Regions from separate parts of the Mus musculus genome. Here all the other regions are linked to region 6. Evidence: chromatin contacts called from public HiChIP or PLAC-seq, Micro-C and promoter capture Hi-C data. All regions are on one chromosome and are shown on one strand. The core of a region is the stretch at or near the end of the contact, and the rest is flanking DNA. Distances in the headings are between cores, read along the strand shown. Region 1 overlaps Sorcs2 (sortilin-related VPS10 domain containing receptor 2). Region 2 overlaps Sorcs2 (sortilin-related VPS10 domain containing receptor 2). Region 3 overlaps Sorcs2 (sortilin-related VPS10 domain containing receptor 2). Region 4 overlaps Sorcs2 (sortilin-related VPS10 domain containing receptor 2). Region 5 holds the start of Tbc1d14 (TBC1 domain family, member 14). Region 6 holds the start of Sorcs2 (sortilin-related VPS10 domain containing receptor 2).

Region 1 (4,950 bases), core at 411-2,910, 170 kb before region 6:
TAATGACAGAGCATGTCATGGGTTGAGGGGTAGCTCCCTCGAAGAGATATTCACGTCCTGAACCCCATAAATTACCAGGGGTCTTTACAGAGGTGGCTCAGTTAAGATTCTCGAGATGAGATGTCCCAAATTGTCTGCTCAGACCCTAAATCCAGCAGCCACTGTCTTTAGAAGGAATACACAGCGAGACAGCCATGTGGAGGCAGAGGCAGGGGGGCTGACTCAATAACTCAGCTGGTAAAGTGTCCACTGTGCAAGCGGGAGAACCCGAGTTCAATGCCTGGAACCCACGGAAACAATGCAGACACTGGGGTACACACTTCTAGAGCTGGGGAAGTGGAGTCAGGAGTATCCTGGGGTTTGCTGATCAGCCTGCTTAGCCCGCTGGGCCAGCTCCAGGCCAGTGAGAGATTCTGCCTTAAAAACAAGACGGCAACAAAAGCGACTGTCTCCAAAGGAACGGCACTGAGGATTGACCTTTGGCTGCCACAGGCACGTGTGCACGGAGGCACGCACACCTGCACACTGTGTCCACATGCACCTGGGCAGTATTGTCACATGCGTATCAACACACAGCAGCAAGGTCTCAGTGACACAGCCACCAGGGGCTGGCAGGGACACGATGACCTCCTTTCCCAGTCTTCAGGGGAAACACTGCCCTGTAACGCCATGGTTTGAACCCTGGAGAGTCCCTGGCTGTTGTTTTAAGTTCCCCAGTTGTGGTCATTTGTCCCAGTAGCACAGTAGCCACTGTGCCCAGAGTTTTAAGGATGGACAGAGTGTGCTGACTCTAGCTTGAATGAGGAAGCCTTAGGTAGGCCCTGTGAGCCCAGAGAAAAATGAGATAGGAGACTTCAATTCCCTGGTGCCAGCCAGCAGGTCCTAAGATGCGGATGTCTCTCCCAACCTAGGGTACTGTTCACAGATCCAAGTCTGGCAGAGGATGCAGAGAGAAGGTGCTGGTGATGGGTCAAGGAAGCCCGTGAGGGAGAGGCTGCTGACGTGAGGCCCATTAAACACAGAACAATTAAAAATGCATTCAGCTTCGATTTCCCAGAGCCATTTTCAGAATGTAAATACCAGACCTGTCATTAAAAATGTATTTATTGTGATTACACAGGAGAATTCTTGGGAGGATCGGTGTGCATTCAGTAAGTGTGTATTTAATAACCCCGCTTAATACGTGTTCTCCAGACACTGGCACCTGAACCATACATTCCATGGGCCTCAAGTGCAGACAGCACGTAGGCAGCACCCAGAAAAGCACAAACAGTGTGTTCTCATCCTCTCGGTACCCTTTGCCCTGTCCCAGTGTGGGGAGAAATACAAGAGCAGATGACATTCCAAAGAGAAAAATATGATCAGAGCAGCATGGAAACTGTTCCTCGCCAGGACTCGAAAGGATGCTGGAATACTGACAAATGGGTAAGGCTTAGATGAAATGTCATACTAGTGCTGTGAGCATCGGATGCTCCCCAGGTGGGAGCTGGGAGCACTGGACCCTCCCCAGGAGGCCAAGGCCTGGAAGAATCAGCTCAAAGGCCCGTAAGCAGCCAGGAAAGTAATGGCTGGGCAGGCCTCACAGTATGCAGAGTGGAAGCCTGGTTTATGAGCAACAGAGAAAGGAATGCAAAACTTCAGCTCCAGGCTTCTCAGACTGTTAACTCTGTGCAAGCACATCAGCACAGAAAAAGCAACATAGAAACCCAGAGAGTCGCTGCACCCGCGGAGGAGATGGGGGAAGTTTCTGGAAATGACTAATGCTTCTGGATGCATTTTTAATCGAGCCGAGGAAACGTCTGGGTGGAGAGACAGTGACGAGATGAGAAAAATTAAGATCTGTTGCTTCGCTTTGGGGGAAATCCAAATTTAGACATACCGTGCTCGGGGATGTTCTGTGAGCCACCTCATCCCATCCCGCCACCTCCCTCTCCTCCATTTGACCAGCCTCACACAGAGGATCTGTGAAGAAAGTCTCCCTGGCCCAGGGTTCTAACAGGGTGCTTTGGCCTCTGGGACTCCCTATTGGCTTCTGAAGAATTTAGAGCCTGTCACTCAGGAGTCCTGACCCCAGGTAGCCTTCTCTGTCTTCCATATTCCACGAGGTCCCAGTTAGGTCTCAAACCCAGGGCAAATGGCTGTGGTGCCTATTTAACACATCAAAGTAGACACTGGCCTCCAGGTTCTTCCTACAACCCCTCAGTCCCTTTGTACCTTTGGGCCTCCTGGTTGCTACACCTAGTAGCAACTATTCCCTTCCCCCTTTCCCCACAGGGAATAGTTCAGTCTGGTCACGCCCACTCTGGACTCTCCCAGATGCCCCCTGCCTCTAACTCTTCCCTTTATCTGCAATAAACGTGCTCTTCCAAAGTTCCTTAGAGAACTAATATTCCTTTTCATTTCTGTTTTATTCATTTATTTATTTCATTTAGTCACCAGCACCTACGTCTAGGAAACACCTTGCAAAAGCCTGACTGCCCCAGGGAAGCAGCTCGACCCAAACACCAGACACCATTCTAGACAGTCCCACTTCGTGCACCTTTAGCCAGGCTGAGAAGCCACCGTGAGTGGAGGAAGCTGGCATTCTGGAAATTTTTAGGGAAGGTATCTAAGGGGGTAGTTAACAGAGAAGCCCGGTTGCCGGTGTCTAAAGTCTGGGGTAGCCGAGGATTTTTGTTTACTGCACACGAGGAATGGCGGCTAACTCTGCTCATGTAGCACAAGGAGACTGTCAACATAGCAGGAAGGTGAACATGTCTCTATGCACTTGCTGTCCCAGGTGATGCCCCTAAGCCAAACTTCTAGTGAAGCTAAGAGCTCCTAGGATTTTATGTCTTATCCATCTGTGCATTTTAGATGTGTAGACATGTATGTGTGCTATGGCACATGTGTGGAAGTCAGAGGACAACCTGCAGGAGTCAGTTCTCTCCTTCTACTGTGTAGGTTCCAGGGATTGAACTCGGGTTGTCAGGCTTGCTGGCAAATATCTTTACTCACTGAGCTACCTCACTGGCCCACCACTGGAATTTAATGCCTCCTTCATTCTGTAGCCTCCGTCCCCCTCCTCAAGGGGCCTCAAGAGCCAGAGCAGCAGGACACATTGGGAGCATCAGAGCCACCTCAGGAGAGCTGAGCCCACACAGGAACACGGCCCATGGCTGGCTGCTTTTCTCAGTATTGTCAGGAGACGAGTTCCTGGCTAAGGGAGTTAGCCCTTAGCTAAGTTAGGGAAGCAATAACAAAAACCCAAGGGGTTTTAAGTACCACAGTGACCTGGGCAGTTGACCCCAAGGAACACTGTCATCACAGAAAAAAAAAAAAAATCCACCTCCAGGCACCTTCTGAACACTCTCCTAACAGGCCACAGAGATAAGAAAGGTAGGATGTCAAACCCCACTAATAGGAGCCAAACCAAAACTGAAGAGAATCCCCACGACCCAGAGGTGCAAGTGGCTCATCCTGTAAGTCATCCTAATGAGCCAGGCACAGGGATGCAGGCCTGGTCCAGCACTCTGGAGACAGGGGCAGGAAATTGCTTGATAAGTTTCCAGGCTAGCCTGGGATACAGAATGAGACCCTATCTCGAACAAACAAACGGTCCCAACTGGCAGGTATTTTTCAAATCCAAATTGAAATGAATTAATCACTACTGGAAAAACACACAGAGAAGACAAAATGATCCCACACCAAGAATAACTGGAGGGGCGAGATTCTCATGGGAGGAACGATACCCTTCCCCCAGAGCCAAAGAGGCCTCATGCTCCGAGCAGAGCTGAGGATGATAATGGCCAAAATGGGCTCTGCAGCCTCCTCCTCCTCCCTCCTCTCAGACATCAAAGACAGTCTGATGTCCTTGGGTCCAATTCATGTTTCACATATAAAGAGATATCCCGCCTGGGTGGGTTATTTATTTACAGTTCTTTGGCTAAGCCGGAAAGAAAGCAAAATACCCCAACAATGAGGCCAGCCTGAGCTTTGGGGGGGCTTGGGAGCTGCCTATAGAGCCCAGAGCAGAGCCAGAGATATTGTGCAGTGACCTGGATTCACGCTGCCAGCCTCCTCCTCCGGGGAGGAGGCAGAAAGAAACAGGAGAAAACAACGGGCAGAAAAGAAGCGGGAGGGGAGAAGCGGTCCAAACGGTTGTCCATCTGCCAGCGCCCTTTGTCCCCATGACGAAACTCCTAATCCGCTCTCAACCTCTCCATTATGCCTTTCCAGCCACTGAGAAGCGGTGGGCCCCACTAGTGGGCAGGAGCCGCTGTCCTGGGTAGGACTGCAGCCTCGGCCAGGAAACTGGGAGATGATGACACACAGGCGTATGACGAGAAAAGCCCAGCAGGCTGACTTACCTCCACAGAGAACTTTCCAGAACCTTGCCCATGTCTGCATGGTAGTACTTTGTCAGGATCAAGATGACCTGTGGTGTCAACAGAAAGGAAAATGTGGACATCAGCTGGTTTCAAGGTTCCAAGAGAGGAAGACAGTGACACTTTCCCGGGGCGTGGGGTCTCTCAAACCCCACTTCCCGAGTATCATAACATTGAGACTTGGACCTAGTCTCTTCTTCGGAAACTCCCTTTTTCTCTTTAAAATGATTCTGGAGACATCCCAACTCATGAGAGCACCAAGTAACTACCTACCCCTCTGTAGGAATCACTAAATCCAGCCTCAGACAATCCAAAGGGTAGCCAAACATTCTGCAGGACTCTGATCCCAGAATGCACACCTTGATAGTCAACACTTGTAACTGAACAGGATCCACCGTCGCCTAGGAGACAAGTCTCTGGGTTTGTCTATGGGAACTTGTCAAGACTAGACTAACTGAAGTGGGAAGACCTTGAGGTATTGGTACCACACAATAGGCTAGGCCCAGGGCTCAATACAAAGGAGAACATGAGCTGACCACCAGCAATGCCACCAGGCTGCCTATGCACCTGCCACCATGCCTGC
Region 2 (4,724 bases), core at 89-2,588, 140 kb before region 6:
AGACGTGAATAAAGGGGCGTGAGGTACAGAACAGAAGGGGCTCTGACTCAGGCCTTTCTTGGTGGCTGTCTCAAGCAAATTCATTTGGAACTATTGGGGCTGTTCATGGTGGGTTGCACAGGGGTCGGGGTGGGGGGAGCTCTCCTCTAACAGCCGTAGGATAGGCAGGACAGACTGAATCTGGCTTCCAGCTGCCTGAGCAACCAGACTGAGATGAGGGGAGTGGGGATGACCAATATTGGTGGGGATGCTCTGAAAGACATCATCAGAAGCCTGTACCTGATGCAGGAAGGCAGGGACACCCAGAATGTGTCATGAATCATCCAGAGTCATGGGTACAATGGGTGGCTTTCAGTGGCCACATCCATCTCCTCTGTGTGGCCATGCAGAGCCACTTCCTTTGCATTTGTGTAGTTCATGGAAGCATATCTGTGATGAACGATGATAACCCTGCCTCTGAGAGCCATTCAGACCAATCTGGTTATAGCTAAAGCCTAGAGAAGACAGGCCCTTAGGTTCTCAGCTAACACTGGGCATGTGAGGAGGATGGAAGTTTTCTGAAACCCACTTTATGAGCTCTCCCCAGGGTGTGCACAGTGCCTCTTTCTCCAAAAGAAGATCTGTTGGTGGTTCTGCAGGGGCCAAGCATGTGGCTGAACTGCATCCTAAGATTATCAACCTGAAGGCTCCCTGGATGGAGTAAGCTGTTCTACAGCAGACACATCACATCAAAATCCCCAGCAAGCTTCTGGCTGATGAACTCCATCAGCAGCTGTGGCACAGAGCCCTCTTCCATGGGGGTGAGGGAGGGCCCCATCACTATCCCATCACCATCCCCTGGGGCTAGAAACAGAACCCTCTCCATCACTGTGACAGCAACAAAAAACCTGGAATTAAGAGCCTCGTCTAAAATTGACCGTGATTGAAAGTTAATGATGGTGCAAATATGGCAAAATTATTTCCACGTGCGTCATGATGTGGTCATGGCATGCATCCGGGAACCAGTGACGGGCATCTCCTGAGATCCTGTGGTGCACGGGGCCATGTGGCTTTCTGATGCACCCCTTCCTTAGCATCAGAACACTTGGCAGAGATCTGAGCTGTCACCGCCATCACATCGCAGCCCTGGGGCTTCGAGGACACATCTGCCTGTCAGCATCCCGGGTTGGAGTCCTTGCTCATTACAGTTTATAATATCACGCCAGAGACCAGCCCAGCTGAAGAGCATTCCAGAAACTATAGCAGAAACATTTAACCACCACACAGTGTGTCGGGAGGTGTGCATGGCACACCCTCCTTTTCTCCACACGCACTCTAAAGTGTCTGTTTACTTGTCTACTTCCAGATCTTTGCAGACACCGGCCATGTTCACTCCCAGCCCTAGTACAGAGCCGGGGTCTAGCAGACAGCTGTAAGTACTTACGGAAATGGAATGTGGCACATGATCTCTTTATGGTAACTTAGAAAAAAAACTGTGTGCTTGCACGGCTTCACAGGAACCATATGCATGTACACAACTCCACAGAACCCCTGACAGGAATGTGTGTGTGCACACCTCCACAGGAAACCACAGACACATGTGCACGCGCGTATCCGTAAGAACCCAAAGAAGTGTATCTGTGTGACCACAGGCTAGAAGCATGGAGCTTCTAGAGTATGATGGGAAGGAAGTAAGCAACTTTGAGTTAGTCAAAGATTCTCAGGTGAGACATCAAAGCATACAACACATACAGAGAGAGAGAGAGAGAGAGAGAGAGAGAGAGAGAGAGAGAGAGAGAGAGAGAGAGAGAGAGAGAGGAGAGAGAGAGAGAGGAGAGAGAGAGAGAGAGAGAGAGAGAGAGAAGACTAGATCTACCATTTATGAAAATGTGGGTACTTGTCCTGAGTTTCTTTGATCTGGCATCTAACAGTTAAGAGATGGAGGGGCTGGGTGTGGCTTAGTTTTAAGCACCTGCACAGCACCTAAGAGACCTAGGTTCCACCCCTGGCACCTCAAAAAGGAGAGAGGAAAAAGAGAGAAGAGGAGGGGGAGGGGGAGGGAGGAGAAGAAGGGAAGGAAAGTATTTTACTTAGCTTTTCTTTTGTGCTAACACTGACCAAAAGCAACTTTGGAAGGAAAGTTTTACTCGGTTGCAGACTATAGTCCACTACTCCATCCTCAAGGGAAGTCGAGGCAGGATCCGAAGCAGAGGCCACTGAAGATCACTGCTCACTGGCTTGCTCTCTCCAGCTTGTTCGGCTACCTTTCTGCTACACTGCAGAGCTACCTGTCCAGTGGGGCTACTGCCCAGGGAGTGGGCTAGATTCTCCCTCATCAACTGGACCCTCCTTCATCAATTGTCAGTCAAGAAGAAGCTCCCGTGGAGATGCCTGTGGGCCAGTCTAGTGGGGAGAATAACAAGGCAATAAAAAGGCCTTTGAACATATTTGAACACTCCCATTGCCAAAGAAAAGCTACAGATGGCAAATGAGCCCAAGAAGATGTGCTCGGTGTCATTAGTTACTGGGGGAGTGTAAATTGAACCATAATACAAACCATACACTTATAAGAATCCGCAAAATGTAAAAGTTGACAATATGGGGGCAGCTGACAGGGATGGGATAACCAGTATTCTCCTGACCCAGGGTTGGGAACTGAATGATTCTAGAATCAAAATGACATTCTTTTATGAATGACCTTAAATGCATTCTTTTATCATTAATTAATACATTTATTCACTTTACATCCCAATTGCAGCTCCTCTCCTACCATTCCCCCACACATACAGCTCTTCTCCCCATCCCTCCCCTTCTCCTCTGAGACAGGGGAGCCCCTACTTCTGTTATCAACCCACCCTAGCACATCAAGCCACTGCAGGACTAGCAGCATCCTTTCTCATGGAGGTCAGACAAGGCAGCCCAGTTAGAAAAACAGGATCTACAGACAGGCGACAGATTCAGAGACAGCCCCCACTCTAGTTGTTGGGGGACCCACATAAAGACCAAGCTGCACATCTGCTACATATGTGCAGCGACCTAGGTCCAGCCTATGTTTGGTTGGTGGTTCAGTCTCTGGGCGTTCCCAAGGATACGGGTAGTTGACTCTATTGGTCTTCTTGTGGAGTCCCTAACCTCTTCAGGTCTCTCAATCCTTCCCCCGATCCTTATGCAAGACTCTCCAAGCTCCAGCTAATGTTTGGTTGCAGGTCTCTGCGTCTGATTGCATCAACTACTGAGTGGAGCCTCTCAGAGGATGAATATGCTAGGCTCCTGTCTGCAAACATAGCAGAATCATTGGTAGTGTCAGGGATTGGTTCTTGTCCACAGGATGAGTATTAAGGTGGGCCAGTCATTGGTTGGCCATTCCCTCAGTCTCTGCTCCATCTTTGTCCCTGCACATCTTGAGGGCAGAATATTATTTTGGGTTGAAGGTTTTGTGGTGGGTTGTTGTCCCTATCCTTCCACTGGGAGTCCTGCCTGGCTACAGGAGGTGGCCATTTTAGGCTCCATATCTCCTACTACTGGGTCAGGTCACTTATGTTGGAAAGGATGTGTTTACTTCATTATAGTAAATTTACTTCATTAGAGTAAATACATCCTTTTAAACATGAACAGCCCCACCCAGGTATTTATCCAAGAGAAACAGCAGCACAAAGGCCAGTGCAGTGTCCATGACAGGAAGGGACACAGAAACTTGCAAAATCTCCTTTAGTCAGTGACAGACTTTTCAACCTGTGGTCTTGACCCCTGTGAGGGATCAAAGACCCTTTCACTGGGGTTGTATATCAGATAATCTGCATATCAGATATTTACATTACAATCCATAATAATAGCTGCATGTCCTCCCGCCATGATGCATGCCCTCCCACCATGACACATGCCCTCCCGTCATGGTGCATGCTTTCCTGCCATGATTCATGCCCTCCCACCATGGTTCATGCCTTCCCGCCATGATGTATGCATGGTAGGAAAGACATGAGTGAGAGTCAGAGCCACAGGTGCCAAGATATTGAGTTCAAAGGGCATGGTCCTAGGCTGCTATGGCTGATCTGGGGAAGCACTATGCTGGTTCTCATAGTTCGTAATCAAAACTTAGCAAGAAATGTACTTTAAAAGGCATGCTTTAGCATATGCCAATTACACCTCAACAAACCTACGCCAATTGCACCAACCACTGACGTACAAACAAACACCAGATCCACACATCTGACTTCTGGAGTATCCAGAGCAGACAGACACAAACTGGCATATCACACCACCAAGGTCTTCAACAACCAGTGTCGATGTGGCTTTCATATAAGACCAGAGATCCCAAGTTACTCCTTGCTGTCTCCTCTGGTGTCCTCTTCAGCACACCACACTGCCCTCCTCCTGCCCCGTGTCCTGTGCCACGTGCCAGCACTAGGCAGCTCAGTTCCTTACCAGCTCCACAGCCTCCAGCCAGAGCTGACTCTGCCCTTCCAGGCTTCTCCAGCATGCAGGTGCCCTATTTCTGTCGTTTCTCACAACCATCATGACAGCTAAGCAAGGAGCTGTCATGAGCGCCAACACACGTGGAAACTGAGGCCTGATGAGGTGAAGTCAACACAGCCTCCTCCACAGGGCACAAGGGCCCCCTGCATGATGAAACTCCATGTTCCAGGCTCCTCAGTCCCTGCGTAGGTGGCAACACAGCGGCTCAGTTCAACTTCGAATCATTAAAACCTGCAGCTCCAGAGCCCCAGGCATGCCATGGGGATCCACAC
Region 3 (4,835 bases), core at 268-2,767, 230 kb before region 6:
TGCCTGGAGCTTATGGCTCAGTGTGTAAAGTCTGAGCTACTGCTCTAGAGCCATGCCTGCCTGCCTGCCTGCTGCCATCTCCCCACCATGATGGTCATGGACTCTAAACCTCTGAAATTCGAAGGTGTATTCCCACCCTACTTTGTCACCTCTTCCAGCCACTGCAGCCCCTCCTGAGTGCCCTTTCCTGGCCTCAGTTTGGCTCCTTGTCTCAGCTTCAGGATCCTCTGGAAAAGCCAGTCACAGAAAGTCACCTGAGCCTAACCACACAAGGTCTCTGCTGGGTCCTGTCAGCACGTGTTCATCTAGGGCATCACACTATACTGTAAGGAGACATTGCCTGAGGGAGGCTCTATGCCATTCCTAGCTCCTATACTTTACCTCTTGGCAGACCCCACACCAATAGGTGTCTTGCAGGGTGTTTACTGCTGTGTCCTCTACACTCATGTGACCCAGAGACCCAGTGGCTCAGAATAAGTGGGCAGGCAGCCCATGCAGGTGGCCCAGGTACCAGTGAATGGTGATGTAGAATTTTCTATGCACATCTTGTAGCTGGGAGGCGGGGGGGGGGGGGGCTGGCAATGCTCTACATTGGTCCCCAGCCTTGTGACAGACTATGGATACTTCCCCTAAGTCCCTGGGTATAAATAAGAAGGCAGGTTGGGCAAGCCATGGTGAGCAAGTTAGTAAGCAATACTCTGCCATGGCCTGTACTTCAGTTACTGTCTGAGTGCCCACTGACTTCCCTTCAGTGATGGGCTACAACTGTCAGTCAAAGCAAAGCCCTCCCTTCCCAGGTTGCTCTTGGTCATGGTGTTTATCACAGCAACACAAAGGCAGACACATCCACTCTGTTTCTTCTTCTGCTGCTGTGCTGTTGTTATTGGATCCCACGTTCCTCTGCTTTCCTATCCCAAGCCAGAGAGCTGTACGAATTCTAACCTGCAGGGGAACACTGGCTCTGTACACAAAGCCTTTGGCGATCCTTTGAGAAGACACTCTTAGCCCGCTGATGGAGCTGAGCCATCCTCAGAGCCATGTGCCATCCACAGCCTGAAGGTCCCTCATCCTACCGTGTCTCCTGCTCCCTGCTCCATGGGGACAGCTCATGGGATCCAGCGTGGACCCTCCCTACTCAGCCCAGCTGCTTTCCGGAGCTGTGGCCTTTCCAGGTCCGGCCCATGAATAATGAATCTGTTATAAATTTAGCAAGTGTCCTTTCTCCCTGGGACTCGGCCTTTCTCTTTATTTTTATCATGCTGGGTTTGTACGAAAATGAGCCCCTGGAAACACATATTTCTCTCTCTGATGTCCTGACAACCAAAATTAAGTTGCTAATTTTCTAGCTTCCGTGCCGAAAGCCACTGGCCGGGTGCCCTGAGCCAGGGACAGGGATACAGAGGGAGATTCTGGCAGCTTCCCGGAGAGTTCTATTTCTGGAGCTGTGGGTAGTGTGGAGAGAAGGGTTTGGCCTTGGCATAAATGCCACATGTCAGTCCTTGCCTCTCTGCAGCTGGACACATGAACACCATGCGAGGGTTAAAGGGCATCAACCTCCAGGTGAATAGTGAAGGATGTGCCAACCCCAGGCAGAAGCCCCATGGCAAACATCAGGTGGCCTATCAGGACCTCACTTTCTCAGCTTGCAGGGAGAACTGGGTGCAGGGTTTCTGGGAGGGTAAGTGGATTAGGGTGCACAGAGAGGCAGCCACATTGGTCCCATGTGACAATAGCTTCAAGGTTCCCTTTCCCCTTCTCAGGATTCAGTTCATGCTATGCTCTACCAAAAGAACCCACTGAAAGCAAGACATGCATGCTCTTGGGACAGCTTCACATCCTCACCCCAGCCCTGCCCAGCCTCCTTTGCAAGACCTCTGAGTTGATCATTCACCTGGGATTTGTGTCTCTCTGACTCTGGCTGCTCCCTGTATGGTCAGTCTCACTTCTCCCTCATGTATGGGTCTCACTCTGGCCCTTGCTTCTGTATTGCTGCCCACATGCTGGCTCTGCCAGGGCCATTAGGGTGATGTATGGTTTTCTGGGTAACCTCAGAAAAGCACTGAGTCTCTCAGGCATGGGCCAGTTCATACCAGCTGCTGTGTCCCATACCCTGACACTTTGGGACTGAATTGTGGTGTGTGATGGTTTAGGAGCCCAAGGTCATCTTAAATGGCTTTCATGGCCAGCTTGAGCCAGCAGCCTAGAGGCTAGACCATTGTAGACCATTGTGTCAGACCTGAGTGTGAAGCACAGCTCTGCCCCTTGGCAGCTGTGAGACCCTTTCTGAGCCTCATGAGAGTGCTTTGGGGTGATGGAGGAGGGTGTGGCACTGGAAGGCTTGGTAACCACTGATTCTCAGTGAATGGATTTCCTTCTTTATGGGAAAATGAAGGGTAGCCAACAGTCCTTGCTTTATAGACCCAAGGTTCTAAGAGGACTAGATCCTTGCCTATACTGTTGACCTGGGCCAAGCTGAGGTATGGTCTTGGGCTAGGGGAACTCCAAACCCTAGTTATCTGGGTCATTGATCACACTCCAGTAACCAGGTGGTGGAGGAGGAGAAACAACAGACTGGGTAGTGACAGGGTCCCTCAAGGAGCAGTGTTGGAGAACCCTGGAGGAAGTAATGACAAGCCCTGGATGGTACCTGTCCTGCTGTACTTAACAGATCAGGAAGTGGGTCCAGGGAAAACCCTAGCCTTCCCACCCATCTCTGAGCAGAATATGACCATCCATTCCCACCTGACTACTGGAGACACAGCCCCAAAGAGGTAAGAAAGCTTATGCAGGACCACACAGCTATACAGAGGTGGGGTCCACTTGAGGTCAGCCTGCTTGAACCCACATACCACCCTTCCTCATCTAGATGCCTAAGGAGGTTTCTCAGGAAAAGGGTCAAGACAAAATGTATGATCCACTTCAACAAAAGGTCATGGTGGGCCTCGGAGTCCCAGCTAGAGAGCTGGCATGTGTAAGAAACAAATAGAAAGTGGCTCCACACTACCTACTGCCAGCATCCCAAAGCACAGGTCAGCGCTGCTTCCAAGTGCAAGGCCTATGCTGGCCTGAACCCAGGCTCTGCTGCAGACATGAGAAATCACCCAGCATGTTTTGCCCTAAGGACGCTCGCAAGCTGAGGCAAGAGACCGGAAGCTAGTGACAAGGGAAGGCCAGCCCTTTTGTTTCCATCAATGGAACCCTGCCTTCCAGGTATGTGCTGGAAGATCTCCCCCAGGATGGTGGTGTTAGGAGACAGCCCCTGGCCCAGCAACAATGCACCCAGTTTCTCTTTGCTCTGGGCTGTATGAGTGGCTGAATATTTTCTAAGTTCCATGAAACTTGAGTCCTTGGACTTGGTGGGTCCCTTTTAGCAGCCTGCCATCAGGAATGGCATGTATCCACGACTTCTGGGCCAGGCTCCAAGTGTTCCCAGCTGGGACTCTCCACCTTTTCCCTCCTACCTGCCTGCTACAGGTGGCAGTGACCATGGAGGACTGTGCTGCAGATGGAAGGGACCTTGGTCCTTGAGTCCCTGTCTACAGACAGACACCTAAGTGAGCCTCATTTAGACCATGTAAGACAAGAGGGAGCATTTGCAGCCTCTGAGCCAATAGAACCTTGGCTTATTGGCCACAACAGTCAGTATGCCTTCCCAAGGGGCAGACAAGGTGGTGAACATGCCTCTCTGGGCTCAGGCACTCTGCACACACCATACGTTCTCTCCTGTACCCTGTCTCCTGGAAGTCTGGCTGTATGAAGAAAGGTTTTTAAATGCTCATATTAAATAAAACATCCAGGTATATTTTTGAGACGGGTTCCTTCAGGTCGCTTGTCAGGCTATGGTCTCCGCAGCTGGGGAGGGACTTGCTCGTTAATTATTTAGAGAGTCACTGCCATTATGGGAAACAGTGTGGAGATTCCCCACACCATTAAAAATAGAACTACCTGTGATCTACCATCCATTGAGCAGGAGGAAAAAGGAGCTGAAAGCTGTGTGCTGAAGAGTCCTCCTCACAGCTGCTCTGGTCACAGGTGACAGGCATGGATTCTATGAAAGTGCCACACCTGGGACGAGTAGGCGAGGAAAGAGGGAGGGGTGCTTGCATAAGAGAGCACCATCCTGCCCCAGAAAAAAAGGAGACCCCGTGATTTACAACACTGGGGACGCACCTTGCTGACTTTCACAGAGGATGCAAGCCAGGCACAGAGACAGCCAAGCACCTTGAACCTTTACTGCTGTACAGAATCTTAACAGCCAAGTCCAGAGAGAGATACAACATGGTTGCATGGCTGGGGGGGGCAGGATGGGGGGTAGCAGAGGTTGGAAACAATCTATTCCTAATCCTCTCACAGCAAGGGAACCCACAGGGCAGGTGCTCTTGGTCTACATCCCAGGGAGGCTGAAAAGAAACAGAAGTTTATGGAAACCCCTAGGAAGGGCATCGCGGGGGCAGGGGAAGCAACCAGCCAGGGATGAAGGACAGGCAGCCAGAGCAGAGGGACAGACAGCTGGGGGCAAAAGACAGCCAGCTTGGTCACCCACTCATCCATGGTGGACATTTTCATAGGTTCTAGACAGCAGAGATGTCACTGGACTGAGGGAGGAACTATGGCCTGTACTTATGAACAGGCAGGAATTAGGGGGAAGCTGGGTGCTGTGGCACCTGCAGAGCACTCTTGTCTGCCTGGCTATCCCTCAACCCTGCTGGTCCTTCCCCACTTCCTCATTTCAGGAAGATCTTCTCTGAGATCTGATGCTGTCTTCTCCAGTGATGATTTGGGGATGCCAGGACCAATCCTAGGGTGATGCTTCTTAAAGAGCAGATCCAATGACA
Region 4 (4,804 bases), core at 854-3,353, 210 kb before region 6:
TGGACATCCCTAGCGGACTCTCCAAAGAGGGTTCTGAAAGTTGGACAGCATTGACCGTTCTGCTCTTTGAAGCTCTCATCTGAGGGTGGGAGGAGCCCCAGTGGCCTTCCTGGGACATGGCCTGAGGGTGCATCTGGGGACTTACCAGCTCCAGCAGCTGAGCGCTTCACTTCTTTATGACCTGCATCCACCAGGTCTGCAAAGAGCGCACCAATGTCACTTCAAGTACATAGCTGCTGTAAGGAGCAAGTTATATTCCCCTCTGTGAGGGGGATTGCAGGTGAGCATCCCCCCCTTCAGTGTTTCCTGTATATTCTATAGTGAGTCTGTGTGTTTATAAAAGAACAAAATACCGTCTCGAGAAGTGCCTGCTGGTCTCAAGCACAGGGCCCCTGGGATGGCAGCAGCATTAAAATCAGCGGAAATGAGAAAACTCTAGCTCCAAGCTCCCTAAAGATACTGCCATCCCATCCTCACGATGGCAGAGGGAAGTCTGTGTGTCGATGCCTGGGGAGATGTCATGCCTTTCCCTGCATCCTGGGGGAGCCACCAACTTTACACTGTGAAGAGAGGAGAGATTGATATAGTTCTCCTGCATTAAGAGAGAAGCTTTGGGGGAGCAGAGACTGAGCCGGGAAGGTAAACACTGGTGTCCTGGTAGTGGGAGGGTTCTGCTCCAAGTGGGAGAACAGCCAGAGTCTGCCTCCAGCCTTGCTCCAAAACACAGACACCAAACCTGTGCACCAGACCGCAGAGAGCATAGTGTGTGTGTGTGTGTGTGTGTGTGTGTGTGTGTGTGTGTGTGTCACACAGTGAGAAGCTAATGAGGGTCACTTCCCTGGTACTGAGTCCAGGCCTGTGTGCCCTTTTCACTCTGTTTCTGTAGAGGGTAAGCAGCAGCATGGTGAGGACCTTGACCTGGGACACTAGTACATCAGGTGCCTGACCCTCAGTCAGAAGTTGCAGGTGAGGCTGGGCTATACACAACCATAGCCGGGCTTCTGTCAGCCCCAACTCCTCCAGCCCCCATGTCTGCTTCCCTCTGCCAGGCTAGCCCACTGGCCAGTCTCTCTGTCTCTTTGTCTGTCTGTCTCTCAGCTTTTGCTTACCCTTTAGCCTCTCACCAACCCCAGAGAACATGGTCTGAGTACAGTTTCAGGCACTCCTATGGAGAGGATACTCCCACAAATCCTCACTCCACATTCAGTAGCTCAACCCATCACACTGATAGATAGATGACCAATCTGCCCATATGACCCTCCGCAGCCTCAAATCCCCCAATGGCTCCCTTGCACTAAGACCCAGGCCACCTTGTTAGTGAGGCACTCAAGGCTTTCTGCCCAGCCACCGGCAACCAAAAGTGGGTGTGCCCTCCACTTTCCTAAAAAGCCCCAGTCCCTCAGAACACAAGGGTTTTGGTGTACCTTCTCTGACAGGAATAGCATCTCCACAGATCCACAAACATCCCACAATGACTGTCACAAAAAACTTCCCACCTATCCCAGCCCACAGAGCCTTCTCCAACTTCTCCAGCCATGACAACTCTTCCATGAAGATTGGTCATCTTACAGAATTCTGATGTCACTTGACAGTGAAGCCATTTGCATCCATTCTGCTGATCTAACCAGGAAAGTTCCAAACTGTACAAACTTAGCCAGTTCACTGTGGTCCAGCATAAACACTCCTGTGCACCATTGATGAGTGAGTTAATGCTGGTTTTAAAAACACTGAATAAAGACACTAGACACTCAGCCATGGACCAGTTTGGACTCTGTGAGGAGTCCAGGTATCATGGGGGGGGGGGGGGCGGGGTCCCTGCTGGAAGTTTCCTCCCACCTGTCTGCAGGCTTCAGGTACAGTGTGGGAGGCAGATTTCACAGCAGGCTGGTGAGCATGAGGCCCCCACTGAAAGATTAATCAGGTCATTTGTATGCGCACAGCAGCGACCCAGGACAGCGAATGAGAACAACAGCATCTCCCCAGATCTGTCAAACTTTCCTTCTTACCATTTCTAAATTCAATAAGCACAAGCCACTGGCCTCATCCCCCAAAGTTAAACAACAGATTGCTTTGCCAATCTCAAACATGTACAGTTCTAGCCAGGACAAGGTGCAAGCTCAGCCTGCTAACCCCTGAAACCTTTGGGTCCAAAGCTTCTCCTGCCCCACACCAGAGATCCCAACACACACACACAAACACACACACACACACACACACACACACACACACACAAACACACACAAACACACACACACACACCTCACACATACTGTGTGTTGGCATCTCTTCTGTCAATCTCTGCTCAAAACGTGATTTGAGCTCTAGAAGCCCTCTCATTGGCCCCTGTCCCCACAGTCAGCTGCAATGTACATCCTAGACTAAAAACCCAGTCCCTCACACAAGGCTATTTCCTCTGAATGACCAGGCTGTGCAGTTCATCCTAGTGACTCAGGGATCAGGGTTCTGGAGCCCATGTTCCTACAGTCTTTCATTCAGAAAGACACTCAGCCACTATGGCCAGACTGAGTCATGAGGCCAGTTTCCTTGGCCAGGTGCCTGGCCGCTGTCTCCCAGTCCTGGGTCATGTACTACCAGTGATTCAGTTTCCTTGTCCGTTTACTGGGTCACTGTCCCACTGCTATCCTGTAAGAGGCACAGACCATAGGCCAGCACTCTCAGCGCCACGGCACTCAAAATCCTCATCTTTAATGATCCTTGCCTTCTGTCCATTCTATGTAGGAAGAAGCTGAAGTCCTGGAATGTGGGTCACTTGCTTGGGACTCCTCTGAGTTGTCATGAGGATGCTGTGATGGGCGGTTTGACCCAGTGAGTGCCCACTCTAAGCAATCATTTCCCATTCCACTCAACAGCTGTTCCAGGCAGATTCGGGAATCAATAGCGGCCTTTATCCACCGAGTTCCCCTCAGTGCCAAATCTGATGCTGGGTACAGAGTCCCCAAGTCTCAAAAGAAGTGGGTCTGCCCCTGAAAGTCTCTGCGGGGGCAGGAGCAGGTATGTGAACTTCAGGGACTTATATGGCACACAGGAAGACAGGATGACAGAGGAAACAAAGATGGCCACACTCTGTCTGACTTCCTATATACCAGTGGCTGCTATCCCTCTGCAAGAACATAAGACAAAGCTGGCACTCCTTAGCGTCACGGTCATTGAAGCCAGACTTGAGATGACAATAGCCTTCTGCCCATTCTGCAGAGGAAGAAACTGAGGCCAAAGCATCATGGCCCAGTTCCTGGGTAGGGAGCTAAAATGAATGTAGGCTCCCCATTGACTGTTCTGTGGGCTCTTTGTGAATTGGCAGCCTGGCTAGATTTCAAATCCCCTAGAAAAGAGGCTTCTGGGGTGTCTATGAGGGTGTGTCCAGGGGTCTAACTGAGGAGAAAAGACTCACTCTGAATGTGGCTGGTACAATTCCAGGGGCTGACATCCTATACTGAGCAGAAAGGAGAAGACACACTGAACACTGGCATTCACCTCCTTCTCTGATGACTGCTGACACAAGGTGACCAACTGGCTCAGACTCTGGCCACCATGCCTTTGGACTGTCCCCTCAGACTACAGAGTCAAATAAAACCCTTTCTTTCTCACCTTGCTTCTTGTTAGTTGCTTCTTGCCTCTCTGATCACAGCAAAGAGAGAAGTCAGATCATGTCTTCCCATCTCACAGTTACTGGAGCTCAGAAGGTACAGAGCGCAGAACCAGATTCAAATGCTCTCCCCTGATGTCTCTCCCCAAGTTTGTGCTCTGCCCTTCCTTGAAAGCTCACTTCATTCCTCAGAGCCATGTACCAGGACAGATAAGGAGCCCATCAGAGGGAAGACACAGGGAAACTGAGGCAAGAAGAACAACAATCCCAGAGGTCTCTCTGTGGTCCTGGGGGTGAAGAGACTAGTCGGACTACATGGGCTGTGGACACAGGGCATGGGGCATGGGGCTTGAGGCTGAGGCTCCTGGGTGGGTCCTGACATGGACTCAGAGGTGCTGGACTAAGTACCGTGTCTGAGGGTCAGGGCTGTACCCCTAGAGGATGACCACTTGCTGTGGGGACAGAGGATAGGTACCACGCTTTAGGTGTTCTCGCCAGCATCCCCAGCATGGTCACTGATAGGAGCCTCTGGTATATAACCATCAGCATCCCATTTCCTCTTCTGTCTCTCCCTGTCGCCACCATTCCTACTTTGGTACCTCATGGCAGCCCTTGAGTTCCTGGAACACTGATCATAGCCATTCAACATTTCCCCTGGTAACCATACAGCATCTGCAGCCATCAGACAGAGAAGGGTCTCGGTGACCAGGCTGGCAGCCTGGAACTCAGCCGTTGGTTACTAAGAGGGGATGGGGGTGAATGTGAATGGAGAAGCTGATCATGGTGGAGGGGTCAGGGGCCTCCTGCTCCTCCTCTGGAGATTCCTCTCTAGCCCTTTTCACATTCTGATAGGAAGCAAGCCCCTCTCAGGGAGGGCAAACTCGAGGCAGTAATTATTTTATTAAGATGGAAATTATGAATAATTCAATTTGGGGAGAGAAGGGTACGAGTGACTGAATGTTGCTTCCTTGAGCCTGACATCACCTCTTGCTAATTTCCTTTGACATCTCTGGCAGGGCATCCTGAAGAAGGTTCTGGAATACTTGAGATGTGCCTTCATCTTGGGCATTTCTGATCCCTCCAGGCTGGAGGAGGGAGGGGGGAAGATCAAAGCCCTTGATGACAATGAAGTGCCTTCGCTAGCCTGCTGCATGAAAAATTCAAACGCTAGGCTTGGCCATGTGTGTTAAACACGCTTTT
Region 5 (4,550 bases), core at 563-3,062, 180 kb after region 6:
TAATTCCTCCTGGAAGATAAAGATCCTATCTATGTTACTTTCAGAGAGAGGCAGTTTCAAGTTTCACTAGGCCTGGTCAGATGGTATCTCTGACATTCTCAGCCTCACTGGGGCTCCATCAGGAGTCTGTGCTGGTTAGCACCCTCTGGAAATCTAGCCAAGCCCCAGAAGGGGTGACAAGATCCTGAGTAGGGCTTGGGGCAGAGGTCAGGTTGTTCCTCTAGCCTACCAATATGCCCAGTACTGTGAGGGTCTCTAGAGATAAAACGGGTCCTACAGCCAGAGAGTAGAAGATCTGAGGAGGACATAACCCAGGAAATGAGTCTGAGTAGAGCGGGGTCTACAGTCCCTTCCTGAAGGACCTTCTGCAGTCCAGGACCAGGATAAGGAGGCCCAAGGTCAGAGAGGACCCAGTGGGTCAGGAGATTTAAGAGGTTTGGCAGTCTGAGAAGAACTGGGCATGGGGAGGAAGAAGATTTGAACACACCACAAAGGGTTGAGGAGGAAGGACTGAAGGGGACAGAGGTCTGAACAGGTCAGAGATCTGAGGAAGATACAGGCTCAGATCCTCAGAGCAAACTCGGTTGGTAGCCCACAGCCCCGTGAAAGTTGGACGAGCCAATCGTAGCCTCCGGTCTGAGAAAACTTTAGCAAGATTTGGGAAAAAACGTCTTAGGGGGATGGAGATCCGAGACACATCAGGGGTCTGAGGACCATATCTGAAGAGGCCAGGGGTCTGAGGAGCACCAGGATCTGAACAGGAGAGGGGTTTGAGAAGGACAGAGATCTGAATACCTCAGGGTCTGAAAAGGAGTAAAGGCAGAGATGTGAACAGGACAGGGGTCTGAGGACGCTGGCTCAGGGCGCACAGAGCAGACACCTCTACAGCTCGCAGCACCACATCTGAGGAGAAAACTTTTCACCAAGTTCTGGAAAAGGCGCACGTCGCGACAAGCGCTGGCCGAGGGCAGTCGCACGTCAGCCGGACCCCAGCCCTCCCAGCCGCCCTCTCAGACCTCCCTGCCTGGCCGACGCAGCAGCAGGTGGCAGCGGTCAGCCATCCGCAACCTCTCAGCTTGACCCTGCAGAGCCCCCTCAGTACCCGAGCTACCGCAGCTCCAACGCCATCTCCCCGGCCCGTGGCCCGCAGCCCAGGCCCCGTGGGGCCCGCAACTCGCTGGGCTAAGAGCGTAGACTCCGCAGATGCCCAGCCTCAGCAGGTGCTTGCCGGCCGCCCGCGGCTAAAAGCAGCCAGCGCCAGACCCCACCCCCGCCACGCCCACGCCACGCAGCCACGCCCCCACAAGGCTGCTTCTCTTCCCTTCCGCTGAGCCTCTTTAGCCCAACACCCAACGCAAATCGCTCGCTCCCAGGGCCTCAGGCGTACCGCCACGCCCCGCACTCCAGAGCCACGCCCCCGAGAGCTCACTAGCCACACCCCACGCTCGTCCCTAGTCACACTCCGGGGGACAGGAGCGTTACCACGCCCCGCGCTCCCTATCGCCGCCCTCACGCTCCCTAGCCACGCCCCCGCTAAGCTTCCACTGCTCTTCCGCCAGGGCTCTCGCCCCCCGCCGCAGCTCCGTAGAGCTTAGGAGCCTGCTATTTACTACCGCTGCTCCTCCGGCCTGCCAAGTATCCGTCCTGGGTTTCGGGAGTTGTGTCCCTGGCCCTTTTCTGTCCTCAGGCCCAGGAAGGGCTGCAAGGAAAGTTCCGAGAGAGTCACAGTGTCCATACCGGCACCGCAGACGCCTGGCGGAGGCCCCTTACCTGGTCGGCTCCGCCCGCGGCCATCTTGGAAGTGGGAAGTGGGAGGGAGGGGGAAAGCAGCGCATGGGGCTGATCCAGGCGTGGGGAGCCGAGCGGCGGAGCGCATCGATGGGACGCCCCTGTCCAGCAGCTGGGGGAGTCTTAACAGCCCACGGGAGTATTTAGGGGTACACGTGAGCGCAGGTTACAGATCATTGACCTTGGAATGCCCTCCCGGTATAGCCTTAGCCTGTCACCTGTCAAACGGGCTTTTCTGATCACTGTTTCATTGCGCTTAGTGCCTAGCGCTGTAGTTCGCCAACTTTTGTCTTCACTTTAATATTTCAGTATACAACGCCCAGCAGGCTCAGGAGGTGACAAGACAGGGTTCATCATCAGTGTGTTTTGAAAGTTGTGTGATGGTCTCGCTTAGGAACTAGAAGAGGCCTCACTAGACAGCATCTTTCTCTAGCCTGAGATACAGAGATCCACCTATGTATTAAAGGTGTGTGCCACCACACCTGGCTTTATGCACATTTTACCTTTTTAAGTAGCAAAAATTACAGAGACACAATCTATGAAAAAGTATAATTCAGGAGGTAGAAGTCAGCTAGAGCTGAGCAGAGTTAAGCCAGATGTCTATGGAGGATGTCTTCTATCAGGCCAGGTCATTGTGCTGCATTTCCCTTCCTGAACTCACCTGCACTCGTTTCCTAAGCCTCAAAAAGCAGAGACATGAGTGTTTGTTGGATCCATACAAAGGGTACTTGGGATGATTTGGGTTTATTCTAGGAGTTGTCAGACCCCGAAAATTTACAAACACAAACAAGCCCCTTTAAAACCTGACTGCATTTCAGCCAGGAACCATCACATGAGGCTGGAACCATCACAGTCCTACAGGAAGAGGAATTTCCCTGCCCTGGCAGGTACCTGGAAGCAAGCAGGAGGAAATCCATTTGTCTTGGTTACAGTTCTGTTTGTGCTAGCCTCAAAGTTGCAACCTAGAAAACAATGAGTTTGAACTCCTGATCCTCCCGAGTCTACCTCCCCAGTTCTGGGATTATAGGAATGTACCACCACTTTTGTTTCAATTGTACATTCATTTCAAAACATTAGGTGATGGTTCAACCTCTGTACAACTCTCTCAAATATTTTAAAATATTTTCACAAATCTGAACACAGTCCAGAGGAAGGGCTTACAAGACCAAGGCTATATCAAAAGCTATGAAATGCACACCGTCCCCAGGGATGAAAGAAGACAGAGAGAGGTTGGGGGATAGCTCAGTGGCCTGACTTCAGTTCCAAGGAGGGTAGGGAGGAGAGAAGAAACAGACCAAGAGTCGAGCCATATCTGAGTGTCTTGGGTCTGCACATGTGTTGTAACTTTTAAACTTCCACATGGCATGTGCTGTTTCACAAGGAAACAATGTCGGGTCCCACCCAGCCACCTGAGGCCATGAGGTTCTCAGTCCATCACACCAGAGCCTTCAGCTAAATAAGCCCAGCCCTGTGCCTGTTCAATGCACAGGAAGAAGGTCTACCTGAGAGCCTGACAGCATTGACTTTCATCGTGAGACCCATCCAAGTAGGGTGTCTGCTGGGCTGGGGGACTCCAGACTCTAGCCATTCTAGGAGCCTACAAACTACTTGATAGACACTGGCTTCAACTTCCCTTTCTGGATCATGACTGTAATTACTCTAAGCACCAACTTACAATGGCAGGAGGGTAGAGGCTTAAATGGACTGGGCAGTCTTTTGTTGGCTTGCAGAGAGCTGAGAGACTTGCAGGGCATCCCTCAGGATTTGCTACATAATAGAAATTTCAAAGGTGCTTAAGTTCCTGGCAGTTTGAACTGAAAACAATGCCAGGTTCCATCACACCCATTGGTGCCCTCACAGCTGGATTTAAACACTGACTGGGAAGCAGGAACTGGCTTCAGTCTCATTTCAAACTTCAGCACAATGGATTCGTTCGTATTGGATACGCACAGGAGTCCTCACGACTCCTCACCTTCCAGCCATAATGCTTGAGTATCAGTTTAAAAACCTGCCCTCAAAGGGCAAGAGATGGCTCAGCAGTTAGAAGCACTGTCCTTTTGACCAGAGATCCTGAGTTCAATTCCCAGCAACCACATGGTGGCTCACAACCGTCTACAAGGGGATCTGATGCCCTCTTCTGGCCTGTGGATGTATATGCAGTAGAGCACTCATCCATTAAAGAAATAAAGACTTTTTTTTTAATATTAGAAAAAACAAACAAACACCGAACCTTGAGATGACAAGGGACCATTGTCCTGTCTCTGGAATCAACAACTCTCTGTGGTGGGCAGGTTTGCAGCTGGCACCCTCTGACCCTGCCTCACCCTCAGTAGCCTGGTGCCAGAGCCCTGGTTTCTCTCTGGGAACTCCTCCTTACCCTGCATCCCTCTGATGTAACCTATGTCTTACCTTTTGCCATCAGTCCCCAGAAGCGGTCTAGATAAAGCCTCATTGTAACTTGCGTCTGAAACAAAAACAAAGTGAACTGCACTAAGGGGTGTGGTCACTTTCCGCAGCCACTTACCCCCTCAGAACCTAACAACCCCCTCAGGACCTAACACTTAACCCCCTCAGGACCTAACACTTAACCCCTTCAGAACCTAACACTTACCCCCTTAGAACCTAACACTTACCCCCTCAGAACCTTACACTTCTAGCTCCCAGATACAGAGAAAACACCCCTCTTCAAGTTGACAGCTCTCCCAGCAGAACCCTGGGGGAACTATTCCACCTCTTCCCCTTCAGGCTTTGCTGGAGGGTTC
Region 6 (4,298 bases), core at 1,721-4,220:
CATCTGCAGAGGGCAGAGGCAAGCAGCAGAAAGGCAACCCCATAAAGACAGCACTCACAGAGTCCCTCAGTCTACTCTGGTCTCATCCAAGCTTGCCGAGGTGGTGCTTCAAGCAAGAGGTACAGCCAACTGCCAAGTGCTGGCTCTCATCTTTGTCCCTGTGGCTGCACACTGAGCACGGAGGGGGAGCAGCGCACTTCCAAGACACTTCATGTGCCAAGAATGTGCTGTGCACACCAGATCTAAGAGAACTGTGTTTAAAGGAACCGGTTTCCTGAGGCAGCCCTCACCCATCTTTTTCTACTCCTGGGTTTTCTCAGACAAGGTAAACCTATGAGTGCATCCCCAGCCATGGGCTGTCCGTCAGGGTTTCTGGAGAGAATCTTCTGCAAGGTCCATGAGAGAAGGGAGAAGACAGAAGACAGAAGTCAGAGAGATAACCGGGTAGTGTTTCCGTGCTGCCCCTCACATTCATCACAAGCTAGGTGCCACCTAAGTGCCAGGCTGGGCCCAGGTGTCCACATCTTATGCCTGCCCCCATGTGATAACGGCTGCAGAAGAGGGTCCCTCAGAGCTCAGCCAGTCATTCTCCATCCTCAACTCTCCAAGGTGCCTATTCAAGGGGCAGGCTATAATCTCATAGGGGGTTCAGCTGGACAGCAAACAGCCCATACTAGAGGCAGCTGGTCTCTTTTCCTATAGATCCATCACCCCCACCTGGTGTCTCACTCTCTTTCATACCATGAAGCTAAGTGACAAAGTGACAAGATAGTTGAATTAACCACTTCAGCACCTCAGATCCAGATCTCAGTGTGTTTCTGTCCCTTTCAGTTCTTGCATTCTGGGCTACTTACTATTCAGTCCTCAAGAATGGCCAATGGCCCAGGGGTCCCGGTTTATCATTGGGTGCTAGCCAGCACTAAAAGGCTGGGACCAGCGGAATACCTAGAGGCGGAGGGCTTGGTCAAGGTGCAGTTGAGGACATCAGGGCACCTCAACTCCCTTCTTGGGAGGAACACCCAAGTACTCTGTTCAGCACCCTGACTGCCCCCTGCTGGCCAGATGCATCCACAGCACCAGCTCTGCCCTCTGAGGGCTGCTAGTCTTCCTGGAGATGCCATTAGCTTAGGGACCAGTGAAGACACCTGCACCCTGGACAAAGCCAGCCAGTAGGGAAGGGGCTGGCAGGACTGGAGTTTAGGCCAGCCAAGGCTACATGGTGGTCCCTTCCCTAGTACAAATGGAAGCCTCCAAGCAGTCACCGAGAGTGCGAGGAGAGGAGACGGGGAGGGGGGGGGGTGTTTTAAAAGTGTCTGCAGCTTCATTATGTCCACCTGATAACCCAAAGAGAAGACCCGCTCACTCCACTTCCCAGTGCATGCAGGGACTCTGGCCCTATGCAGTCTCCTAAAAAACTTGGAAGACAAGGAAAAGAGGTGGAGTCACCTCCTGAGGGGTGGGGTGGGGGAGGAGTGGAGAGTCTGTGTGGACTGTGGTACAGGCAGTGAGGAGGGATTCCTGGCTCTCTCTCTTCATGAAAACACACTTCCCTGGAGAGCAAAGGCTTGCAAACCTGGAGTGCACACACCTGAGATTCCCCAGAGGGGACAGAGTGACTCTGACCTTTAACAAGGAAAAACAAACCCCTTGAGGTGCACTACCAAAAAAAGGAACGGGGAGTGGCTGGATCCTAAATCTGGAAGAGCAGGAGCGGGATGGACGCTGGAGCTCTCCGGGCAGAGGGAGAGGCATGGGAGAAAGGGAGGGAGGGAGTTGGCGCACTGCTCTAAAGACCACAGAACGTTAAATACTATTAAACACCCCATGGTCCACTCGGACCAAAGACAGCTGTGGGGCACACTAGGAGGAGCAATCCTAGAATTAAGAACCTTCGAACAGGACATGGAACTGTCAGGGATATCATGGACCCTGAGGTCAGCATAAATGAAGTAGTAAGGACGCCAGAGGTGGCAATTCCAGAGGTGTTCTCTGGAGCTGCTGAGTGCAGTGCAGTGTGTGGGCGACCCACCCACTGTCCACGCGGCGCAGAGCTGGGTAGCCCTCAAGGACCTGGAGTTGTCCCATGCTGCCCAGATCCTGACGACTCTAGGGACCTTCCCTGTAGCCCAGATCTAGAGGCTAGGGGTGTTTCTGGTCTCCAGATCTTCGGAAAAACCTTCTGAGCGAGACAGAATCTCACAAATTCGAGGACCCTTCCAAAAGTAACCCATAACCAGAAGCCAGTAGGGGCGCCGCCGAGGTGACCCGCGTCCCCCAAGTAGCCAAGAATGCCCAGCAGAGTGACCGCGGGTGGTCCGGAAGTAGGGGGCTGTGGTGGTCTCCCTGGGTATCCCGAGGTGTCCGGGCAGGGCCGGGGTGAGTGCGGAGGTCACTTACGCTGCTGTTCTCTCCTGTCCAGTGTACCATCGCCTGGTTGTGCGTCGCGTCTCCCTTGAGCACGAACGACGTGCTGATGAGCGAGACCTGTGCGCGCGAAGCCGAAGCCGCACCGGCCACCGGCACCGCCCGAGCCCTGCGCCCCTTGCCCGGAGCTGGGGCGCCATCGGTGCTGGGACCCGAAGCAGAACCCGGACCGAGACCCGGGACGCTGGGTTCTGATTCTCGTGCCTGTGGATCTTTGCGATCGCCGGACTCCGTGCGTCCCGCGGGCAGCAGCCTAGTGATCTGCACACCGGGACCCTGGCGCCCGGGCTGGGGGGAGCGCCCCATCGCTCCGCAGGCAGCCACCAGCACCAGCAGCAGCAGCAGCAGCGGCCACGAACGTGGCCAGCACGGCGGCAGCAGAGCCTGAAAGCTCCGGTCCGGCGCAGTAGGGCCAGGACGCTTCGGGGCGCTCGGGGGTCCCCGGTGCGCCATGGTCGCTGGTAGGTAACGGCGGGGCGGTGCGGACGACACCGCGGCCGGGAGAGCGGGAGGGCGCTGGGAGCTTGAGCAAGAGCGCAGAGAAAGGAGCCGGGAGGGAGGGAGCGCGGGAGGAGGGGACTCAACGCCGCCACGCAGCCAAGGGAGCACCGCCACCTGCCGGCCGCGCGCAAGCCACCGCAGCTCTGGGCTGGGCCAGGCCGGGCCAGGATGTCCTGAGTGCAGTCACACCTCCAAGACCCCTTCCTTCTTTCCTTCCTTCCTTCCTTCCTTCCTTCCTTCCTTCCTTCCTTCCTTCCTTCCTTCCTTCCTTCCTTCCTTCCTTCCTTCCCAGTGACTCCTAACTTTATCCTCGCTCCTCTTCTCCCACCCACTTTTCATCCTCCCTGACTTTCTCGAGGCGTCTACACTTGACCAGCCGGAGTTCCAGGCACTTGGGGCACAACAGGGTGCAACAAAGGGAAACAGGCCACACCCAAGTAGCCCGCTTAGAGGCCAAACAACTCCAGAGTAGCCGTTCTGCGGAGGTGGGGAGGGCGCCTCCTCCGGGCGCTGCTGGAGAGAGTCAAGGGGACGCCTGCGAATCATGAAAACCTGAAAGATGTTCCAGGCAGCTGAGGATAGTGCAGGAACCTTGGGGTGTCGCCCAAAACCAATTTAGTCCCTCAGACTCTGGCTTTATCTCCCACCTCCAGGGGGAGCCCCTGAACATATTACACCTGAGTAGCGGTAGCAAGGAGAGAAGAACAGAGAGGCAAGGTCCCAGCCAGAAGGTGTAGGCCAGCACAGAACATGAGGAAACTAGCCCCAGAGCTCACCAAGTCTTTAATTCAATGTCAATAAAAGCAGCCATTATTACCAGCCCCTCTGCCATCCAGAACACAAAGCAGGTGCCTGCCCAAATAAGGCCAAGAGTGCAGTTGAGCTTTGTCCCCTCGGCATCCTCTCAGGAGCAGGGTCTAGGAGACAGGGAGACTTGGAGACCAACACTGAAAGGCCCCGCTGCCTGCTGGGTCTCTTCACTCCAGGGAACAGAGTAGAGCAAAGAACAAAGTATCCAGCAACAACAGCTGAACTTGCTCCCAAGGTTGAACTCCAGTGCCCCCTCCAGGAATTTCTGTTCAGCACAAGTCATTTTGCCAGGGCTCCGCTGTGCCAAGCACTGAGCAGGACTAGAGCGCCTGCCCCTGCCCCGTGTCCAAGAAGGCCTCCTCCTGTGGAATGTGCCCAGGCTGCACCCTGATGTAAACTTCCAACCCAAAAAATTCAGGAGCTGAAGTCCAAAGCCAGGCAAGGGCGCACAGCTGTGGCGACATTTGGTCTAGCAAAGAAAGGGCAGCGAAGCCTGTCAGTGTGGGGCTGAAGGGGGTGGGGAAGGAGAGGAACCGAGAAGATAATGTGACCAACTCCCATGT

Evidence for each region. Promoter capture Hi-C pulls out the DNA fragments that hold promoters and counts their contacts. A called contact is a pair of places that touch in the nucleus more often than the background predicts. HiChIP or PLAC-seq counts read pairs in DNA pulled down with a chosen protein or histone mark.
Region 1: a contact with region 6 is called in an H3K27ac HiChIP or PLAC-seq map of SST interneurons, with 9 times the contacts expected there. The contact joins the enhancer-like site here to the promoter of Sorcs2 in region 6. A contact is called at or near these places in 13 of 39 promoter capture datasets (the C10 cell line, cranial neural crest, embryonic stem cells and 7 more), 5 of 15 datasets of contacts at CTCF or cohesin (the NIH/3T3 cell line, hippocampal excitatory neurons, large pre-B cells and 2 more), 68 of 484 Hi-C or Micro-C datasets (the AML12 cell line, B cells, the C2C12 cell line and 39 more), 25 of 115 datasets of contacts at active chromatin or transcription factors (the NIH/3T3 cell line, PVALB interneurons, SST interneurons and 17 more) and 1 of 9 other capture datasets (liver).
Region 2: a promoter capture Hi-C map of second pharyngeal arch cranial neural crest shows a contact between it and region 6, with 5 times the contacts expected there. The contact joins the enhancer-like site here to the promoter of Sorcs2 in region 6. A contact is called at or near these places in 11 of 39 promoter capture datasets (the 3T3-L1 cell line, 3T3-L1-derived adipocytes, the SN4741 cell line and 5 more), 1 of 15 datasets of contacts at CTCF or cohesin (large pre-B cells), 9 of 484 Hi-C or Micro-C datasets (the 3T3-L1 cell line, the HL-1 cell line, cerebellum and 5 more), 12 of 115 datasets of contacts at active chromatin or transcription factors (SST interneurons, craniofacial prominence, double positive thymocytes and 8 more) and 2 of 9 other capture datasets (embryonic stem cells and pancreatic islet).
Region 3: an H3K27ac HiChIP or PLAC-seq map of VIP interneurons shows a contact between it and region 6, with 4 times the contacts expected there. The contact joins the enhancer-like site here to the promoter of Sorcs2 in region 6. A contact is called at or near these places in 12 of 39 promoter capture datasets (3T3-L1-derived adipocytes, the C10 cell line, the SN4741 cell line and 8 more), 2 of 15 datasets of contacts at CTCF or cohesin (embryonic stem cells and large pre-B cells), 6 of 484 Hi-C or Micro-C datasets (the C2C12 cell line, embryonic fibroblasts, muscle stem cells and 2 more), 16 of 115 datasets of contacts at active chromatin or transcription factors (VIP interneurons, craniofacial prominence, embryonic forebrain and 10 more) and 2 of 9 other capture datasets (adipose tissue and liver).
Region 4: a Micro-C map of the HL-1 cell line shows a contact between it and region 6, with 7 times the contacts expected there. The contact joins the enhancer-like site here to the promoter of Sorcs2 in region 6. A contact is called at or near these places in 10 of 39 promoter capture datasets (3T3-L1-derived adipocytes, the HPC-7 cell line, cranial neural crest and 6 more), 3 of 15 datasets of contacts at CTCF or cohesin (embryonic stem cells, large pre-B cells and pro-B cells), 18 of 484 Hi-C or Micro-C datasets (the HL-1 cell line, LSK cells, cerebral cortex and 9 more), 18 of 115 datasets of contacts at active chromatin or transcription factors (SST interneurons, Th17 cells, VIP interneurons and 13 more) and 4 of 9 other capture datasets (adipose tissue, embryonic stem cells, liver and 1 more).
Region 5: a Micro-C map of embryonic stem cells shows a contact between it and region 6, with 4 times the contacts expected there. The contact joins the promoter of Tbc1d14 here to the promoter of Sorcs2 in region 6. A contact is called at or near these places in 2 of 39 promoter capture datasets (embryonic stem cells and pre-B cells), 1 of 15 datasets of contacts at CTCF or cohesin (large pre-B cells), 9 of 484 Hi-C or Micro-C datasets (embryonic stem cells, pre-B cells and trophoblast stem cells) and 3 of 115 datasets of contacts at active chromatin or transcription factors (embryonic stem cells and large pre-B cells).

What each region holds. Positions count from the first base shown.
Region 1 is chr5:36,224,796-36,229,745 of GRCm38.p6, forward strand. It overlaps Sorcs2 (sortilin-related VPS10 domain containing receptor 2), which reads right to left. Exons shown (of 27, transcript NM_030889.2): 2 at 4,350-4,417. Among named protein-coding and RNA genes, the nearest start is that of Psapl1, 23 kb to the left of the region's middle. Within about 2 kb of position 1,661, at least 72 of the 459 cell types and tissues checked have an H3K27ac peak or open chromatin away from gene starts, as enhancers often do. A contact at or near this core is called in SST interneurons, VIP interneurons, adipose-derived mesenchymal stem cells and 14 more, where this site is marked.
Region 2 is chr5:36,254,028-36,258,751 of GRCm38.p6, forward strand. All of the region lies in intron 1 of Sorcs2 (sortilin-related VPS10 domain containing receptor 2), which reads right to left. Among named protein-coding and RNA genes, the nearest start is that of Mir7689, 45 kb to the right of the region's middle. Within about 2 kb of position 1,339, at least 22 of the 459 cell types and tissues checked have an H3K27ac peak or open chromatin away from gene starts, as enhancers often do. A contact at or near this core is called in craniofacial prominence, embryonic fibroblasts, embryonic limb bud and 1 more, where this site is marked.
Region 3 is chr5:36,168,039-36,172,873 of GRCm38.p6, forward strand. The region is part of intron 2 of Sorcs2 (sortilin-related VPS10 domain containing receptor 2); the gene reads right to left. Among named protein-coding and RNA genes, the nearest start is that of Gm32183, 8.2 kb to the left of the region's middle. Within about 2 kb of position 1,518, at least 38 of the 459 cell types and tissues checked have an H3K27ac peak or open chromatin away from gene starts, as enhancers often do. A contact at or near this core is called in VIP interneurons, forebrain, liver and 3 more, where this site is marked.
Region 4 is chr5:36,185,963-36,190,766 of GRCm38.p6, forward strand. All of the region lies in intron 2 of Sorcs2 (sortilin-related VPS10 domain containing receptor 2), which reads right to left. It overlaps Gm31945 (a long non-coding RNA gene), which reads left to right. Exons shown (of 5, transcript XR_003955889.1): 2 at 1-280; 3 at 887-966; 4 at 2,871-3,012; 5 at 3,436-3,605. Among named protein-coding and RNA genes, the nearest start is that of Gm31945, 8.9 kb to the left of the region's middle. Within about 2 kb of position 2,104, at least 44 of the 459 cell types and tissues checked have an H3K27ac peak or open chromatin away from gene starts, as enhancers often do. A contact at or near this core is called in the HL-1 cell line, embryonic fibroblasts and pancreatic cancer cells, where this site is marked.
Region 5 is chr5:36,580,585-36,585,134 of GRCm38.p6, forward strand. Tbc1d14 (TBC1 domain family, member 14) reads right to left here and starts at 1,813. Exons shown (of 14, transcript NM_133910.3): 1 at 1,771-1,813.
Region 6 is chr5:36,395,169-36,399,466 of GRCm38.p6, forward strand. It overlaps Sorcs2 (sortilin-related VPS10 domain containing receptor 2), which reads right to left and starts at 2,971. Exons shown (of 27, transcript NM_030889.2): 1 at 2,398-2,971. The coding sequence starts at 2,877.